2 separate regions of the Neogale vison genome follow, and region 1 is linked to region 2. Evidence: chromatin contacts called from public Hi-C data. All regions are on one chromosome and are shown on one strand. The core of a region is the stretch at or near the end of the contact, and the rest is flanking DNA. Distances in the headings are between cores, read along the strand shown. Region 1 overlaps MICAL2 (F-actin-monooxygenase MICAL2). Region 2 has its middle 25 kb from the start of DKK3.

Region 1 (4,878 bases), core at 2,003-4,502, 210 kb before region 2:
TTCTGTCCTGCTTTCCTTATACATGCTGACAAGTGTGTCAGAACACGTATCCCAGTCCTGGGCTCTGGAAAGACAGCCACCACACACATATGTTCCACAGGCTTCCAAAGTGAAGCCCTCCAGAATGCTTCTGAGGAAAAGATAACCCAGGGGAAGAGATCCGAGGGTGGCAGGAAGGAGCTGCTGGGAGAAGGTCCTACGCTGCCAGGAGCCGATGCAGGGGAGGCTGGCTGGCCTGTCACCCAAACCCCCATTGCAGCCCACAATTAGATGGTTCGAGCCTAAAAAGGCAAACGCTGTGAGTCAGTTGTTGCCTTGCTTCCTGTCTTCAGCTTGCCAAATTCCTGCCGAATTCCTCCTCCTCCTCTTCCTTGCCCCCTCATTCCCTTCCCTCAGCTACCTCCTGAATCAAACTCCTCAGCTTGTCTCAGAGTCCCCTTGGCTCAACAGACTGCTTCTTTGTTCCCCCTAAGAAATCTCTGGAACCTCTGACACAGAGCCAGGGACACCTTGGAAACCAAACCTGACAGGAAAGCCTTGGGGTTCATGAGGTCACGACCCAGGGCTGCTCCCTCTCTCCTTTTATTAATCCCTGCCCCCCACTCCCATCACGGGGGAGGTCCTCTCTGCACATTCGTTCCTCATGCACTGACTTCAGGAGAACTGGGACAGAGCTCGAGGGGACACCTACCCGTCAAACTGCCACCTGGGAGGGAAAGGCCAGAGCTACGCTGAGAGGCGATGGGAGATCTCACCTGCCTGAGGTGGCTGATGTCTTTGGGTTCCCTCAGAGGATGCAAAGGGGACCTGGAACCCCACCCTGCTTCACACCCACACCAGCTGCCTGACATTTTCCTCACGTGAAGAATAAAACGGCCAGCATTGCTTCACAGGGAGGCCAAAATGGATAAAAAGTGGCGCCTGGGGTAGAACGCAAAGTCAACGCAGCACGCTAGCTAAATATGAACTCTAATCCCTCTCTTCCTCCCACACACACAAGTTGTGGCCAGTAATGACACCATTGAACTGACCTGTTCCAGAGGGGGCTGCACACCCCTACCCTGGCAGGGATTTCTCTAACTTGTAGGCTCAGGGATTCCTCATTCACCAACTCAGATCCTTCCCTGCAGGTTCCTTCTTGTTTCCCGTGGACGCTTGGCACGGTCCAGCCAGGCTGTCTCAGTCCCGGGTGCTGCCAGCCTTGCTGGTCCCATCACGCCAGGGCTTGATGAGCAGAGCAGGCCTGGGTTATGGCCCTCAAGCCTCCTTTGGCTCAGTTGCCTCTTCTCTGGGCCCTCTGGCAGTGACCTCTCCCTTGGCTCTAGAGGTCACTGAGACTACAGTCAGCATAGGGAGGGTGAGAAGGGCACTGACACAGCTCCCTCTGTCCTCCCACCAGTGCTGGGGCCAGAACTAGCCTTGACGGGTTAGTGAATGGACCCAGGAGACGGCGCCCCTGGTTCTGCTCCTTACTACAGTAGGACCAGTGTTGACCCCTGGGGTTTCCTCTTGGGCAAAGTGAAGATGACAAAACGACGCTGTGAGGATTCTTACAAAGATCGGGATTCCAGGGTGAAGCTTCCCAGAATTTGGAGTTTAGGCAATGCTCCAGTCTTCCAAGGTCTCAGAGCGCCCTCTAGGGGCAGCTTCCTGCACAGGCAGAGCCCATGGGCTCCGTTTGTTTCTGCACCAGGTCCAGCCACCTCATTCCTTGGTTCCTGTGTTTGTTCACTCATTTATACTCATTCATTTAGCAAGCAACGACTGGACACCTCCTCTGGGACAGGCCCATAGAAACGACCCCAACTGAAGGCCTGCCCTCAAACCAGCTTTTACATACACTTGAGAACCAACATCTGGGATAACTAGAGACACGCCGATGCCCTCAAGGGCATCCCAGAAACCAGGCTGCTGGTTAGCTGTCCTCTCTCTCCCGTGCCTCCTCCAGCATCCCCTAACCTGCTAGCAGGGACCCCCACCAGACTCACTGCTCGTACCCCAAGGAACTTCTCAAGGGCAAAGTAGAGCCCCTTGTACTAGCGGCACTCAGTGAAGTCAGCTGTTAGCACGGGGTGAAATCCGTACCCAAATGGACCACCCCACCCCACAGAAGCAGATTTCCTGTAATCTTTCCCCAGAAAGGGGAAATGGAGTGACCTGGGCCTTCAGTAAACATTAAATTCCCCCTTTTCTTGTCACCCTCAGTGCCTGGGACTGCAGGATGATTCCAGAGTCATTTCAGGGTGCCCCGGGTGGGGTGGCTTGCTGGTGTGCCACTGTTGTCCAGCTCCAGAGGCACCCATTATTCCAGCCTCACCCAAGGGAGGGGAGGCCTCGAATCTGAGGGTTGCTAGGAGAATGAATGACTCATGGGCCAGGAGTCCACATTGACTCAGAAGGAAGGAGCCAACTAACTAGTGCTCTGTTCCAACTTCAACAATGGCTCTTTTTAGAAACTTTTGTCTAACCCAAGGCTTTCCTGGGTCCACCTCTCCCAGAGCAAAGCCCAGAGAGAGAGTGTGGGGGCAGGGGAAGGTGGAAGGGGGACTTGGAGATGGATTAGAGGGCCCGGGAGGGGATGCCTGCCCTGTAAGGGAGGCCCCACAGAAACTGCAGCCAGCCCCACAATGCGGTGCCCCCATGAGTGGGGATGCTGCGCCCCCTAGTGGTATATCCAGATGCCTTGGTGTCCGTTGTAGTCACTGGTCCTCACCCAACCCTGTTCTTCGCAGGGATGCTGGGATCAAAGCCTGCTCAGAGAAAGAAGCAGGTGTGTCTGTATGGATGGGTGTGTGCATGGATGTAGGTGCGGCTTCTTTCACTGCTATGCCCATGACTGCCTTCAGCTGATCTGTCAATCCAACTCGAGTGCACAGAATGAAAAACATAGAAGCTCTGGGTCTCGGTTTCCTCATCTGTGTTTCAAAAAGCTTGCAGCCAATCATTACTAATACCCTTCCAGGTGCAACAGTAGCGCTCTAAGGCTCCATGATTCCAGACTGGGGAGCTGAAGGAGGAAGAAAGGTCCTAAATCCTTGGAAAATGCTTCCTCGAGTCAGCAGTGGAAACAGTCAACCTTCTATTTCTTTCCTTGCCCCTAACATCCCAGAGGCCAGGTCAGAGAGGACACGCATGGAATGAGAACAGCTGCCCCTGAGAATTGAGCAGAAGACACTGCCCATGCCCCTCCCGGCCCACTCCCAGAGAGCTCATGACTCACTCGACTGGAATTTTCTTCTCCAGCTCTGGTATTTGCTGGGACTTGGAGACTGGAAGCTACTGGCCCGTTGCAGAGCTGTGGTACAAAAAAAGAAAGGGGGAGAGAAGACAGAGAGGGAGGAAGTTAAACTTAAAGGAAAACTATGGGGTTTTCTCCTGTGGCACATTTTATAGACTAATAGTCATAATTGACTGAACCCCTTCCTTTTCCAGACTGCATCTTCCCATTCCTATGACACACCTCCCACCTTTTTATTTGGTCTCATATTGAGACCCTGCTTTGGGACAGGTACGGCGATCATTCAGAAAATGCCTCAAATTATGAGCCATCATTCTAACTCACCCATAATTAACATACATGTGTCCCTGTGTATGTGCACACATGTATTCACACATGCCCATATATACGCGTGCTTTTGTGCACACCTGTATGCTCGTTTTCAGCAAAGCAGTTCTTCAAAGCTGGTCTCACATCAACATCCCATATATGGAGCAGACAAACCGGAGTTGCTCTCAATGAAGCCTGGAAGCTCCAGGAAGTTCTACGTCCTCTCCCCCTCCCCTACAAAGCCTCCCAAACCCTTCAGGAACCAGGATTCCATGGACTGTGTACTGAAGAGCCTCCACTCAGGTGGGTCTTGAGAATTAGCTGAGTGAGATGAATACCATATGCAGAAGAACATGGCCTTGGCCATTCAGGGTGGGAGAGATGCACATGTACCCCATTCCCACTCTGGGCCCTCAGATTTGGTCTCAGGCTCCGGGTCCCTGTGGCAGTTCCTTCAGAGAACCTCTCCTTCAGAGAAAGAATGGGGACCCGCATGCACAGGTGGGACAACGGGGCGAGGAAGGAAAGAACGCCCCAGGAGTGATGTGGGTGTGGGAAAACGGGGTCGGGGAGGTTTGAAGCCAAGGCCCAGCCCTCTCTTGGTAAGAAATCCTGGGTCCCACACCCTGCCAGTGCTCAGAACTGGGCGTCAGCTCTCATCAGCCATACTGTGGGGGTGCAGATGGCAATCCAATCCCTTCTGGGGGCTTCTCTTCCTTGGGACAAGATATGCCAGCTGCTTCGGCCCCTGACTCCCCTCTTTTCCTTACTGTGGAGACCACATGAGCCTGTTCTGTCTGGTGGGTTCTTTGTCCCACAGGCCTCCTGTCATATTGAAGCCACGGGTTTGAGGGGGAGCTCTGGGAGGGGGGTTCCAGGGCCCAGCCTCCTCTCCCCCCACCCTCCAGTTTGGGCCTGTTCCTCCCTTCTGCAGGCACAGGGCGGGGTCAGCCTGGCTGGACAGTGTGCAGCAGGGGCAGGCGGGCCTCTGGGAAAGCTACCTCCTGCCGACCATTACTACAGCCCCTCCGTCTGCTGGTGGGGAAATTTCCTGAAAAATGTAGAAGGCAGCTTCAGGCTCCTATTTTATTGCTTCTCCTCAGCCTTTTCACTTTGTGGAATGGAACTTATTAAAATTGGCTAAAATTCACAAGCGATTTTCCATTGCTGGTGTTTATAGGACACACATGTGCACATTTTTAACCACAATAGGAACAACAGGGTGGGTAGCAATGATTCGATCCAGTCGTTTTGAGCAGCATAAAGCAAGCCCGGTTCCCTTTTTCATCTTATATTTTATTTATATTTATTTTTAGGGAGCACTTTTGGAG
Region 2 (5,231 bases), core at 1,444-3,943:
GAAACCCCAGAGCGAAATGAGGCCAAGGAGGGTCTACCCAAACATAAAAGTGAGAACTGTGTCCATGGAGAAATAAAACCCAGCTGACAACCAGCTTCTCTGCATGAGCTCTGCCGAAGGCCGTGGGTTCATCAGTGGAGGGATGTAACTAGCCAGCCCATTATTTTATCTTTTACTGCAAAACAGCATTAAGGTCAATTAGTTATGTAGTGAAAATGCCTGCGGCAAAGACGTGTACAGCAAAATTACCCAGAACCGATTCTGGGTGCCGCTCATTATGCTCTATCAAGAGCTTATACTACAAAAACCTGGAGGGGGCTCACAGAGGCAACCCCCTGGCCCAGCTTCTGCTCACGATTGACTCGGACATATCCCACATTTTCATCATTCTCAGCGCCTCACCAGCAGGCCCCCCGGAGAGCCAGCTAACCGCCCCAGACTTCCGCCAGCAGCCCTACCCTCTCCTGCACCCTGCCTGCCCCTCTCCTGCACCCTCCCCACCCAGAGTCCTGAACCCCAAAGCCTCAGCTGTGCCTCCCACCAAAGCCTAGAAGCACTGGCCCAGAGCAGCCCTTGCCCTTCAGCCACACAGAGGGGCATGACGGGTGGAGGTGCCCATGGCTGGGGGAACGACAGCCTGACAAGCTCCCTCCACCCTGTCCTGCCCCCTTCTCCCTGCAGTTATATCTGTGCTCAGCCGCTGGCTCACCACCAGAGAAAGAAGAGGAAATGCCCATCCCACACACAATGTTTATTTCCTTATTTACTTCCTTACTATCTGCTCCCCCTAGATGAATATAAGCTCCATGAGGAAGGATTTATGTTCTCATCCTATGGCTGCTATAACAAATTCCCACAAACTTAGCAGCTTAAAACAACACAGATTTATTATCCTACAGTTCTGGAAGGCAGAGAGCTCTCTGGGCTAAAATCAGGGGCAGAGCCGCATTCTTTTCTGGAAACTTCAGGGGAGAATCCAGCTCCTTCCCCTTTCCAGCTTCTACAGGCCACCCACACTCCTTGGCTGGTGGCCCTCTTCCATCATCAAAGCCCGAAATCCCATCGCTCTGACCTCTGCTTGGCCCTCACATGTCTGACTCTGCCTCTCTTGTCTTGCTCATGTACTTAGAAGGACCCTCATGATTATGTTGAGCCTCCTGCCCCCTCCCACCCTGTTCCCCAAGATAATCTATCTTCTGGACAGCTGATTTGCAACCTTAAACCCTCCCCCTCCCCCTGACGTGTAGCACAGCCCATGCACCTGGTCCAGGATTAGAACATGGATGTCCAGGGGGTGGGACAGACATCATTCCACCTACAGAGTTCGTCTCTTCTCACCACTGTATTCCCAGGGCCACAACAGTATCTGACATGTACCGGGCCCTCTATAAATACGTGCTGAATGAGTAAGTGAATGCGTGCATGAATAAATCACTAAGAATAATATTTAATTTATAAATAAACATCTAATCATGCATATGAAGTGCCGGGCACTTTTCACAATGCCTTATGTGTATTAACTTATCGGATCCCCAACAGCTCCATGAAGTACATTTTTATTATTACCCAGTAGCCTTCTACAGATGAGGAAATTAAGGCACAGGCAGTCAGGTGGCCCTAGTCTCCCCAGCGAGTTAAGGGGTGAAGCCAGGATGTAATCTCAGATTTACTGAGCTTTATTGTGTCACCGGCCCTGGCTGGGCACATTACATTTATGATCTCATTTCATCCTTACAAGAGGCCATGAGGAAAACGGGCAGAGAATGAAGTCACCCACTCGGCTGAGGGATTCTTAGGGGTTCTGTGGGGCGGTGGATTGCATGTTGCTTCTTCAGCCTCCTTTGATGCCAATCAGATCAGGACCCCGTGCCCCTAAAAGGGCTGTGGGTGCTCATGTCCCCACCACGATGCAGGGCTCCTGCCTTGTACTCTATAAAACTAGGGCCCAGGCTCTCAGCAGGCCTGTAGCAGACCCTGAACTTCACCAGTCATGGCTGCTCTGTCTTCTGGAAGCCTGCTCTCCTTCAAGGAACAGGAGCCTGTTTCATACCTCATCCAGAGCTGAAGTTCATTGCCCGGTCCCCTGATGATGCCTCTGCGGATCCCCCTACTGGGCCCCACACCTGTTTTGCATGGGCCAGAGCTGTTCACTCTGCCTGCTGGCCCCTGTCACTGGCCCCCGTGATCGGCTGCTCCTCCACAGTCACTTTTTTTTTTTTAACTTTTTTTTTTCTTAAGATTTTATTATTTATTTGACAGACAGAGATCACAAGCAGGCAGAGAGGCAGCAGAGAGAGAGGAGGAAGCAGGCTCCCTGCCAAGCAGAGAGCCCAATGCGGGGCTCGATCCCAGGACCCTGGGACCACTACCTGAGCCGAAGGCAGAGGCTTTAACCCACTGAGCCACCCAGGCACCCTCACAGTCACTTTCGATTTATCCTGCCGGCCTGCTCTTCAACACCATTAGCACACAGGCCGACAGGAAGCCTCCAGACCTGGGCCTTAGCCTCCCCCAGCCCTGCAGGGAGAACACTGCTTGCACAAGGAGACAGCACTACCCCCTTGCTTGCACCTTAACCTTCGCAGTCAAAGCCAAGGAGAGTGAAACTCACCCGTGCCTGCCAGCACAGTGGGGCAGCGCATTTTCTGTTCCTGCCAGCACATTTTTCTAGGTCAATGTCAGATCAGGGAAATCCAATACCACATGTCCCAACTTTTTATTTGAAAACAGAGAAGTTGCTTTCCAAAATAAATAGTGTTTACAAGCAAAGGCTGGAGAAGGCTCCATCAGCAATGGATTTGGTGCCCAGGCAGGACAGATTCTTCCTGGCTTGGCTGCCGTGAACCCAGTTGGCATTGGGTTCATGGCAGCCAGCTCCAGCCCTAGGAGAGGCCGGACTGGGGAGAGAACTTGTGTATGTGCACGTGTGTGTTAGTGTGTAACCTACCTGTGTGCGTCCACGTGCATTTGCCTACATGAGCACATGCGTGTTTCTTTAAGGGTATGATTAGCATGATTCTGGGTATGATTAGCATGCACGTGTAAATTGGGGGGCTACACCCCTGCACTTGTGCTTGTAGGTATACAGGCACGTGCTCCAATGGAAAGACGCTCCCGCCTGGTCAATGTGTTCCCAGCCCTGCGTCTCAGAGCCCGGCCGGAGTCACCTCCCTCCTCTCCTCGCTGCTACCTCCAGCCTCAGCCCTCCTCCTGTTCTTTTTCTCAGCTGAGCTGGGGCTCCGATTTGAATGTGCTGCGAATGCATTTCCTCCATCCTGCTCCCTCCCACTGCCCACCCACTGCCCACTGCCACCTGGACTACTCGTACGAGCCAACGGAGTGTCCTTTCTGGGGAACAGGTTAGGATCCAGCAATTTGAGCTCCGGGTATGCGGACAGCTCTCAGTTAAAGGTCTCTGGTGTCCCATCACACCACAGTCACCTTGACTTCAGAATCTCCCTCCCCAGACCTTCCTACCGGTGCCGCCAGCTCGACCTGCTCCAGGCCCTGCCTGTTTCACAGTGCCGAGCCCCACTTGCCTGGCAACCACCTGCTTCATCTAACTCAAGTCACTCAGCCAACCTTCTGAGAGCGGAGGGATTTTCTTGGCAAACGTTCCTGGCTCCCCCTCCACAAAAGCCTCAGCTCGGCAGCCCCTGGCACACATGTAAGCCCGGGCCGGGCCACTCCCTCAGCCACCTCTGTGTTGCCCTCTCTCATGCTGTTCCTCTGGCCCAGCACCATCCTCCCATGCCACCCATCTGCCATTGGCTGTGCACATCCCACCCTACACTACTCTGCAGACCACATCTGTTCGCCAACCCCCGCCCCCCACCATGAGGCCTGTCCCGTGAACCTCCTGGCCCGACACACGCAGTCCTGTGTATTGCCTCAGAATGGTTTTCAGGTTGCTTCACGCACTTATCTTGCCCTCCCACCTAGATTGCAATCTCTTTCTAGAAGTAAGCCCTGTGCTTCCTTTGAATAAACTGTGGAAACCGACACAGGTCCAAACACAGGAGAGAACAGAGATAAGGGCTTGTGTGGGAGAGCAGCTGAAAGAAGACAGAGCTAGAGTCGGGGATGGCCAGCCCTAAAGCTGCATGCCAGGCTCTGTGTCTGCTGACTCACTGCCCACCTCATGTAATCCTCCTGGAAACCAGGGGAGCAAGGGAATATAGTCCCCATTTCACAGATGAGAAAACAGGCTGAGTGAGCCCCAGTGACTTCTCTGAGGACGCAAAACTAGTCAATGGCAAAGTAAGGGGTTGATTCTAGGTGGGTCTGGTTTCATTTCTCTGTTCCCTTACAACAGCCGCAGCGACGGAAGGACATGCGCTAGAGTCAAGAGCTTTCTGAAATTCTAGAGCACACCCACTGCAGGAGAGGTGAGAGAAAGCTCTAGATTCATGCTATCCAACAGAACTTCCTGCAATGATGGAAAACTTCATCCCGGTGCTGTCTGATGTGGGAGCTGCTAGCTGGAGTGGCCACCGAGTACCTGGCAAGTGGCTAGTGTGGACTGTGCTTTTTATTTTATTGTAACTCATTTTAATTTCAGTGGTCACCCGTGGCAAGTGGCTAGTGTCCCTACTGGACGGTACAGCCCGAGGTACAGCCCAACCATGTTCATCCTGAGTAAATAGAGGTTTGCTCTCCAATAGCAGAGTGTTCCTATGAAACCTTTCACAAGCCAAATGGTGTAAACCAAGAAAGGCATTGCCATTAATTTATACACTCAAGCCCCCCAAAATAACCTCTCGGGCCCTGACACAACCTCTCTTATACCTTAGGGCACATCTTGATAGCAGATACACAAAATACACCGAGAAAAAACACAGATGCTCATGCACACAGTTCAAAGCTACAGCGGCTTGGGGCGCCTGGGTGGCTCAGTGGGCTAAAGCCTCTGCCTTTATCTCAGGTCATGATCCCAGGGTCCTGGGATCGAGCCCCACATCGGGCTCTCTGCTCGGCAGGGAACCTGCTTCCCTTCCTCTCTCTCTGCCTGCATTTCTGCCTACTTGTGATCTCTGTCAAATAAATAAATAAAATAAAATGGAAAAAAAAAGCTGCTGATATCTCACAGCTTCTCAAAATATTAAAAAAAAAAAAAAGCTACGGCGGCTTGATGCTGGGATGCTGAGCGTCGTTTCCGGGGAAAGAGTCTGGCAGGGCTGCTCTCTCTGCTTGGGGTACACACTCTACCAGGGCTCACTGCGAGGCAAATG

The links. Hi-C and Micro-C count contacts between places; a contact is called where the count stands out from the background.
Region 1: a Hi-C map of fibroblasts shows a contact between it and region 2, with 10 times the contacts expected there. The contact joins two enhancer-like sites. A contact is called at or near these places in 2 of 3 Hi-C or Micro-C datasets (fibroblasts and muscle).

Annotation. Positions count from the first base shown.
Region 1 is chr7:160,241,800-160,246,677 of ASM_NN_V1, reverse strand. It overlaps MICAL2 (F-actin-monooxygenase MICAL2), which reads right to left. Exons shown (of 31, transcript XM_044258847.1): 23 at 3,221-3,295. Among named protein-coding and RNA genes, the nearest start is that of PARVA, 67 kb to the left of the region's middle. Within about 2 kb of position 3,252, the one cell type or tissue checked has open chromatin away from gene starts, as enhancers often do. A contact at or near this core is called in fibroblasts, where this site is marked.
Region 2 is chr7:160,033,118-160,038,348 of ASM_NN_V1, reverse strand. No RefSeq gene overlaps it. Among named protein-coding and RNA genes, the nearest start is that of DKK3, 25 kb to the right of the region's middle. Within about 2 kb of position 2,693, the one cell type or tissue checked has open chromatin away from gene starts, as enhancers often do. A contact at or near this core is called in fibroblasts, where this site is marked.